Regions from separate parts of the Arachis hypogaea genome. Here region 1 is linked to region 2. The links are chromatin contacts, called in public Hi-C maps. All regions are on one chromosome and are shown on one strand. Each heading gives the region's core, a stretch centred on a gene start, on an enhancer-like site or on the middle of the called end of the contact. The rest is flanking DNA. Distances are from core to core; before and after follow the strand shown.

Evidence for each region. Hi-C and Micro-C count contacts between places; a contact is called where the count stands out from the background.
Region 1: a contact with region 2 is called in a Hi-C map of leaf, with 3 times the contacts expected there. The contact joins the promoter of LOC112759170 here to the promoter of LOC112759156 in region 2. A contact is called at or near these places in 4 of 8 Hi-C or Micro-C datasets (leaf and an unstated tissue).

What each region holds. Positions count from the first base shown.
Region 1 is chr16:40,781,024-40,785,350 of arahy.Tifrunner.gnm2.J5K5, forward strand. It overlaps LOC112759170, which reads left to right and starts at 2,398. Exons shown (of 1, transcript XM_025807988.3): 1 at 2,398-4,327. The coding sequence starts at 2,926.
Region 2 is chr16:40,394,573-40,398,494 of arahy.Tifrunner.gnm2.J5K5, forward strand. LOC112759156 reads right to left here and starts at 1,572. Exons shown (of 8, transcript XM_025807977.3): 1 at 1,211-1,572; 2 at 83-484. The coding sequence starts at 1,309.

The DNA.
Region 1 (4,327 bases), core at 1,148-3,647, 390 kb after region 2:
AGGCCCTATTAGCTCTGTTGGTGAGACGCCGATGTCGGAACCCCTTATCAGTCTCTCAATGAACAAACAGAGTCTTCTTTAATTCCAAGCGGAGCCAGGTCGTCCGCCCCTAATGAACATCATCCAGCATCTGCCGGAATCACCGACCCATACTATGGTCGAATATCTTCCTGATGGTAAGGTCGTGCTCAGTGTCCCACCTAAAGTGCAACTACAACAAAAAAAACTTTAAAATTAGTTAAACAAGATAGAAGATATAAACTAGATAAAAATGTTTAAAACTAAAAAAAAAAAGATAATTACTGCCCATTTCTGAAACCATTGCTCCCTGGTCTCAGCGGAGATCTTCGTGTAGCTGGGTCAGGGATGGTTGTACATCCAATTTAACTTATTTTTCCTCCAAATATTACTGGCGGATTTATCGTCGGAAAGTAGAATCTGCCGATAATTACTTAACCTTACGAATTTGACGTCGTTATCGCTGGTAAATCCGACGGTAAGTCCGTCGTTACTCTGTGACGCTAAACCCGACGATACTCAACGTTTTTCTTGTAGTGTGTTGAAAGAAGAAGAAGCGCAGACAAAGTGGTGCCCGAGCGCCACAGACGGCGACAGCAACTCTCACTCCTTGCAGCGGTGGGGGAGACCACTGTCTTAGAGTTCCTCGCTTTCTCTTTTCTCTATTTTGGCTTTTGGGGGAGGAAAAGCTTTGTTTGAGGATGAGACAAAGGACTCGAGAGCTTAAGAAGGAAATTCCATCTCTTTCTCTTTCTATTTTTTTAATAATAAAATGATGTCGTTTCAATAAAATCAGCTAAATTTTAATTCGGTTCGACAGCCAATTCTCAATCAATTCAATGGTTTAAGAACAATTTTAAAATTGTCGATTTTAAACGATAAACCAAATCATATTACTATCTAATTTGCAATTAGACTAATTTAATTAATCGATCCGATGTAATTTTTAGATCTATGCTTAACATGCTTAGCTTCTGAAATATATATATATTGCCATAAAAAAATTGATAAACAAAGATATATACACTCACATCATCATTAAAGTATACATACATGCATATAGACATAATACTATTATTTAGAGTAAAATAAACTTTAAAAATAACCTCTAATTTTTTCTAATGGTCACTTTAATCTCTTATCATTGTTTAGTAATTATTAGTTTCTAAACTTTTACATTATTAAATATGTACTACGTAAATTTGTAGTTAAAATGTTTTAATTTTATATTGAACTACCAAAATTTATTAAAAATAATAAAAAATTTACTTTACAATTTTAAAATTCATAAACTATTTAATAAGAATTAACTATGAATTTAGTATTTAAAAAATTTAAGCATTGATAAAAAATTCCTAAAATACATTATCGATTAAATAATTTTTAAAATTTGATAAGTATATGCATGATTTTATTAGAACTCATTTTTGATGAGCGTAATATTGAGGTAGCTATTAAAATGGTACGATTTAGCAATCTTTAAAAACAAGATTCTTTTTAGAAATAAAATAAAAAAAATTCATATTTTTTCAAACACTATTTTTAGATTTTAATTCCTCAAATACGATTTTTTTTTAGAGCAAGTTCACCGTACTCCCGATGAAATTTATAAAAATTATAGAGTTAGCTCAACTCTCGGCGAACTCCCTTCAAATATTTTTAACTCCACGTTTTTAATCTATTTTGGAGATGATGATAATGAATTAAAATGGATTAAAAACGTAGGGTTTAAAATATTTGAAGTGAATTCGCGCGGGGTAAGGCGAAGGCGAACTCTCATTTTTATAGAGAACTTTTTTAATAGGAAGACTCGAACCCGCAACCTCTTGAATAAGTATGGGGAGATTATGCCATTTGAGTTATAACTCATTGGCGGTGCGACGAATTTGCTCTAAAAAAATCGTATTTAAAAAATTAAAATTTAAAAATAATGTTTGAGAAAATATGATTTTTTTTTATTTTATTTCTAAAAAAAATCCTTAAAAACATGACGTAAAATTAAATAAAAGACACAAATTTATTGATACCTCTTTATCCTTGTAAAATTTTTGGATAATAATAACTAATATTTAGGGACAATTTTTATTTATTTATATAGGTCTATTTAAAATTTGTATATTAAAGTTAATTTTTAAAAATAATTAAAATGTATTTTCATAAATGATTTTGAAAATATTCTTAACTTATAACAAAAAAAGAAATGCAAATACAGAAAACTTTCAATTAATAAAATACAAAATATTAACTTTGTAATTTTTAAAAAGCAGAGAAAATAGGATGGTGATGTAACAAGAGGAGAGGATGGTCGACGATATTATGCCACGTAGCTAACATTTTGCATCGCATGGGCCATGGCAGCAAATAATAGATGACACCTTCGCTGGTCCTTACCTTACTGCGTAACACGCAATCACCCCCCATTTCCCGGTCCTATATTTTCCCCAGATCTACACTCACTCAACTCCCAATCTCTTCAGAGACACACACTCGCTCCATCTCCACCTCTGCTTCAGATCTACCTAGGGTTTTTTACTCATAGCACCCTTTCAATTTTTGTTAGAATATTGATTTGATGCTGGAGTTGGGAGGATGAAGTAAGGAACTGAATGTGAGGGGGGCACAATGGGGACGATGATGGGTGGGGGATTATGGTATGAATCATCACCGAAAAGGGTTCCAAGGGGGGTCTGGTTAAGGTTCCAAATCTCAATGGGCGTCCTCGTGGGTGGAAATCACACCTCCTCCAGGTTTTGCACTCGCTAATCATCTCTTCTTCTCCACTTTCCGGCTTTCAAATCTTTCAAGAACCCTTTCTTGTGTTCAATCAATCAACCGAACTCCGAGCTTCCTTTTTTTTTTTTATTTTAAATTTTTCTTTATTGGTGTTATCTTCAATCCTCGAATCCCATGGATGCCAAAGCCATCAAACTCCAGATCCTGAAGGGGTCCATAGCGAGGCGCGTGTTCTTCCGCTCAATCATGCTCGCTTCCGCCATCTCGATCGTTTCTCTGCTCCGCGCCTTCTCCGCCTTCGACTTGGCTGACTTAGCTCCGGTGACACTGACCTACACCGACTGCGTCGCCGCGGGTTCCGAAATGCGTTTCGAAAACGCCACTCTGCAGAGCCGCGTGCTCAGCACTTTCTGGAGCTCCTTCTACTGCGAGAAAGACGAAAACTTGACGGTCAACGTGGTCAACGACCTTATGAAGAAGCAACTGCTGAATTGCGGAGCCAAGAGCCTCTGCGTCGGAGAAGGTTCGGCGATGGCCGTCGCCGCCATGAAGCACATGGGATTCTCCAGCGTTACCGGTGTCCACAGGCACCGGTTCTTCTCCCTCAAGCAGAAGAAAATCGTGTACGAGCTCAATTACCAGGACTGTTCATTCGATTTCGTGCTGTCAAGGGATCTTGACAAGGTTTCTGTTCCTGCGTTGCTCGTTCTTGAGGTTGAGCGTGTTCTAAAGCCAGGTGGTGTCGGTGCCCTTCTTGTGGGTCCCACTGGCTCCAATTCCATCCCCAACGACCTCATTAGGTCTGCAACACCGGTTTCATCGTTGCTAAGATCTTCCACCGTTCTGCATGTTGGTTCTGTTGGTGATCTCAACCTTGTTGTGTTCAGGAAAAGGGTGGAAAATGATACTGTTTCTGGTGCTTTCTATCAGTATCCACTTCCTGCGGATTGTTCTAGCATAAGTCTTACAAAGCCTTTGATTCAGCTCATGGAGCCTCTTGTGAGTCAGAAGCCGCCACTTGGGTATGAGAAGATGGTACCTTACTTGCCAAAGTTCGTGGATGTTTCTTCTAGGAAGAGGATGGTTTATATTGATATTAATGGGGGGCGAGAGATCCTCAATGCTAATGATAATCCTAGTGATTGGTTCTTGCCATCTTACCCTATTAGTCAAAAGGATTTCAATGTGTATTTTGTTCACTATAACACTTCGGTAATGTTGTCCTATGTGAAGCGACCTGGTGTGACATTTGTTTACTATCCCGGGTTGGCCGGTAAGGCCGCGGCCAAGGCTAATCTTGATGCTGCTGATGATGATGATGGAGATTTGGAACCGTTTGTTGGGGAGGACGAGTTTGATTTCCTTGCTTGGTTCAAGGAAACTGTGCAGTATGCTGATTTTGTTGTCCTCAAAATGAATGCAGGGAATGCTGAAATGAAGTTCCTCTTGGATGTGTTTGAGAGTGGAGCAATATGCTTTGTGGATGAATTGTTTCTGAGGTGCCCAGAGAGTGGAAATGACGATGAGAAAACTGGTATGGGCAAGGATAGCTGCATGGATATTTACAAGGGTCTCA
Region 2 (3,922 bases), core at 322-2,821:
ATTGAGAGAGCAGCTCATTTCAAAATTGTGATCAAAGCATGCTAACTATGAAAATTCTACAGAAAATTGGATCGCTGCTAACCACATATGTTGTCATATTGGTTGTGTTTCCTCCAATTGGTGTCACGGGTAAAGATGACATCTTCTTCCCTCTAGGTGTGATCAACTTTGTAAGAGATAATGTCCTCGAAATCATAGGCTTTTTCGGCACCTCTGTGGAAGAACCTTCAAGTGCTAGAATGGAAGCCTTTTCAGTGTTCCCTAACTTAAAGCTAAGTTTGGGAATAAGGGCCTTAATATTTGATTTATTTTTTGGTTGTAACTCATTGATACTGGAGAAAGCAGGACTTGTAGAAGGCATGTTAATTCTCAAGAATTCCTCTCTTGCTTCATCAAGATTTCTTGCAGGTATCTCCAACATAAGATTTTGCCTTCTTCCATGTTGTCTACTAGGTAGTTCAGTTATTTCACTTGATTCTACACCCTATACATGAAGAATCATACATAGCCTTTGTTAAGCTTCAGATGCAAATGTCTCTCATACATGTGTTTCAGATGGAGCATTACCAATTCAATTATGAAGATTTACACCAATGACGGTTACCCTTTTTCTCATGGAATGCATATGCCTTATGCATGTGATGTTTTACCACAAAATTATGTCATGAACACAATCTAATTTCATGTAACTTTTAAATATGCCACTGAGTGTATAGGACAGCCATAGAATCCATAATCGTCTTTTGAGTTATTTTTGTCAGCATCAGATTTTTTCAGGTACCATTTTAATAGTTTAAAAATAAAAGTATAGAAGTTTCCAGTAATGTAGTTTTGGAATTTAACCAGCACCAATCAATAGGCATCCAATGAAACAAAAGGAAAACTATACAAGTTTTTCAATAGTGTAGTTTAGGAATCTAATCAGCCTAGTTAGTACTAATAGTTACATGCACTATGAGTATGCTTTGATGCTCATGGATAATTGGAATCTTTTAAGCGTTCAAATTCCAATACTCAGCTACAGCTAAAGTTCCTATTGGTCAGAAACAGGGGGAAGATATGATCAATGACAAAAGGTATCAACCAAGAACAAAACACAGTTCCCCATATGAATTCTATTGGAGATATATAAGTTGCCGAAAGTAGAAACAGTTAGCTGTAAACTTTAAGAAAAATAGAAAAATGAACAAATAAATAAATGAAAATTTACCTTATGAATTGCAGTGTGAGCTACGGTAGCAGTGGTAGTGATACCATCAACTTGTTCTTTGTGCATTGGAAAGTCTTGTTCTTGTTGCTGAGTTGCCATAGCTGAAGTGAAGGAATTCAGTGGAGAACACAAAGAAGCTCAAAGCAACACAACTATTCAAGTATCATATGAACAATGGAAATTCAGACAAGTCTTAGTAATGTGTTTTGAGGGAATGAATGTTGATGCAGATCGTGGAAGTTGGAAAGAGAGAGAGAGATGAAGAGAATATGGAATTAGAAATGGTTGGAGACAAGTGGCAACTAAGATTGAAGCAGACATTTTCAACTTTTTTTTTTTTAATTTCTGGTGTTAAACATTTTAAAGTTTGATGCCTCAAAGTCAAAAAGTTAAAAAAAAAAAAAAGAATCACTCACAATAACTAACTAATTATTATTCCTTCATATCCTTCAAGCATTTTGGCAAGAGAAGTGCTTTAACAACTAACAATTCTTTGTATATTATTATTGTATCGATTTTCTTTGACTCCATTCAATTGTATTTTTGGTGGAATTTGTATTTGAATGTTTTTTAGTTAATTCTTCGTTAAATTACACAAAAACTCCTTACAAATAATAAATTTTTTAAAAAAAGATAATTAAGAAGAGATTTTATTTTTTCCTATAAATTTGTATTTTTTTTATACATGTAGTATATATAATCATTAAATGGAAAGTGACAATTTAAGCTCATTTCTTTTATATTGTAATAAATTGTGTGATATGCTTCGTTATTTTTGTGTAAGTGAGTTTTACGTTGCTATGGACAATTTTCACCTTTTGAAAGACACAAAATGTCAATATTTTTTAATTCTTTAAATACAAAATGATGCCTGCGTTTTGATTAAAAAAATAAAAACAAAGTTTGATTCACAAAATGGCACTGCCCCAATATTTTAATTTTTTCTAATTAAAAAATTTAAAGCGCCGTTGATGTTTTGATATTCGGCATGTTTTTAAAATATAATCTGGTCAAAACACCATTAACGCGTTGCAGAAAAATAAAAAAGTCGACAACATTTTGTAAAAATACCAGCAACATTTTGTGCTAGTAGGAATTAAAAAATATAAAATCAACTATAAAATAAGTGTTGTGTTGTCTTGTGGTGAAACGCAGAAGTGGAGTTGTTCTTCATTTTGAGAGCTTTATTCTGCATTTGAAGTGAAAAATTTTGGAGTTGTTCTTCCTTTTAAGAGTTTTATTCTGTATATGAAGTGAAAAACTTTGAGTGAGTGTGATGAGTATAGAATGGAAGGTTATGTTAGTTTAAAAATATATTACAATGGTCAGATTTTACCTAATATATATGAGGATGTGAGTTTTTTATATGAGAATCTATCTGTTATTATTGTTTAAAAGTGTACTTTTTCAAAATATAGCTCATCAAGTGTTGAAGATAGTGACAAATATTGTATAGGTAGTTTGTGCTAGTATTTGATGGTTTTGTTTAATTTCAAATAATACATGTGGTTGATGAAGCTAGTAAGTAAGAAATATTTTCTACCTACCATTAAACTAGAGAACAAGCCTCATTATTGAGTTGTATGTTGAGTTCGAAAAAATCCATGATGTTGATTTTTCAAAACCCAATATAGATTGGATAGGTTATAATAGTAAAAGCGATGAAGAGTTTGAAGTGTTATGATATGGATGCCCATCGTTAAATTGGCCATGACCCTTTCAACCATTCAATGAAACTTGGGAAGCACAAGTCTTCAAAGAATGAGCGGCATAAGAGCAACTTCAATAGGATATTTTTTGGGTATTAGTTTTGACTTTTACGGTAACTAAACTGATTTGAAATTAAAACTTGCATTGAATACAATCTTTGAAATGATATTAGTATCAGTAAAAAAATATCATATCATTTTAAAGAAAAACTAGTAAAATGTTACCATTTGTATATCTATTAAATCCATTAACCGAACATTGTAATATTGTTATGTAACGTTAAATTGAAATGAAACCAAGTATTGGAGTGATAATTTCACATTGAATTTTAAATTATTTTTTTATAATATATGATTTCACAAATACTTATGCGGTATTGTTTGGGCCCAAAATGAAATAAAATTAAAACCAAACAATGGAGATCCCTAAGATTCTCATGGAAGACTCAAGTTTAATGAAAATAGGAAAAAGGTAAATTTGTACACGTATAAATAGGGTCATAGAGTCATATGGTATGATCCACAACATAATATAAGAAAACATATATTTGTACTCTCAAGAATAACATATGCATGAAAGAGTGAATATATTATTAAGAAACATATGAATTATCTCAATTATATTGAAATACTTATATTAGAGAATATTAATACTAGAGTTTTTTACACTTTTTTATTTTATATCTATTTTTCTTTCCTATTTTTTATTTTACACCACTTTATCAGCATAAAGTTTTGAACAAAATTCAGAAAGACATATCTAATAAATTTATATTATTATGTCAAAATTTTCTCATCTTAAATTTAATACTCTTAATATATATGGAGAGAATTACTTATTATAGATATTAGATACTGAAATTTATCTTGATTTAATGGATCTTGGAGATACCATTAATGCTGACAATAAAGCATTTCAAAAGGATAAAACTAAAGTCATGATCTTTCTTCGTCAATGATGAAGGATTGAAAAACGAATATCTCACATTAAAATATTCTAAAT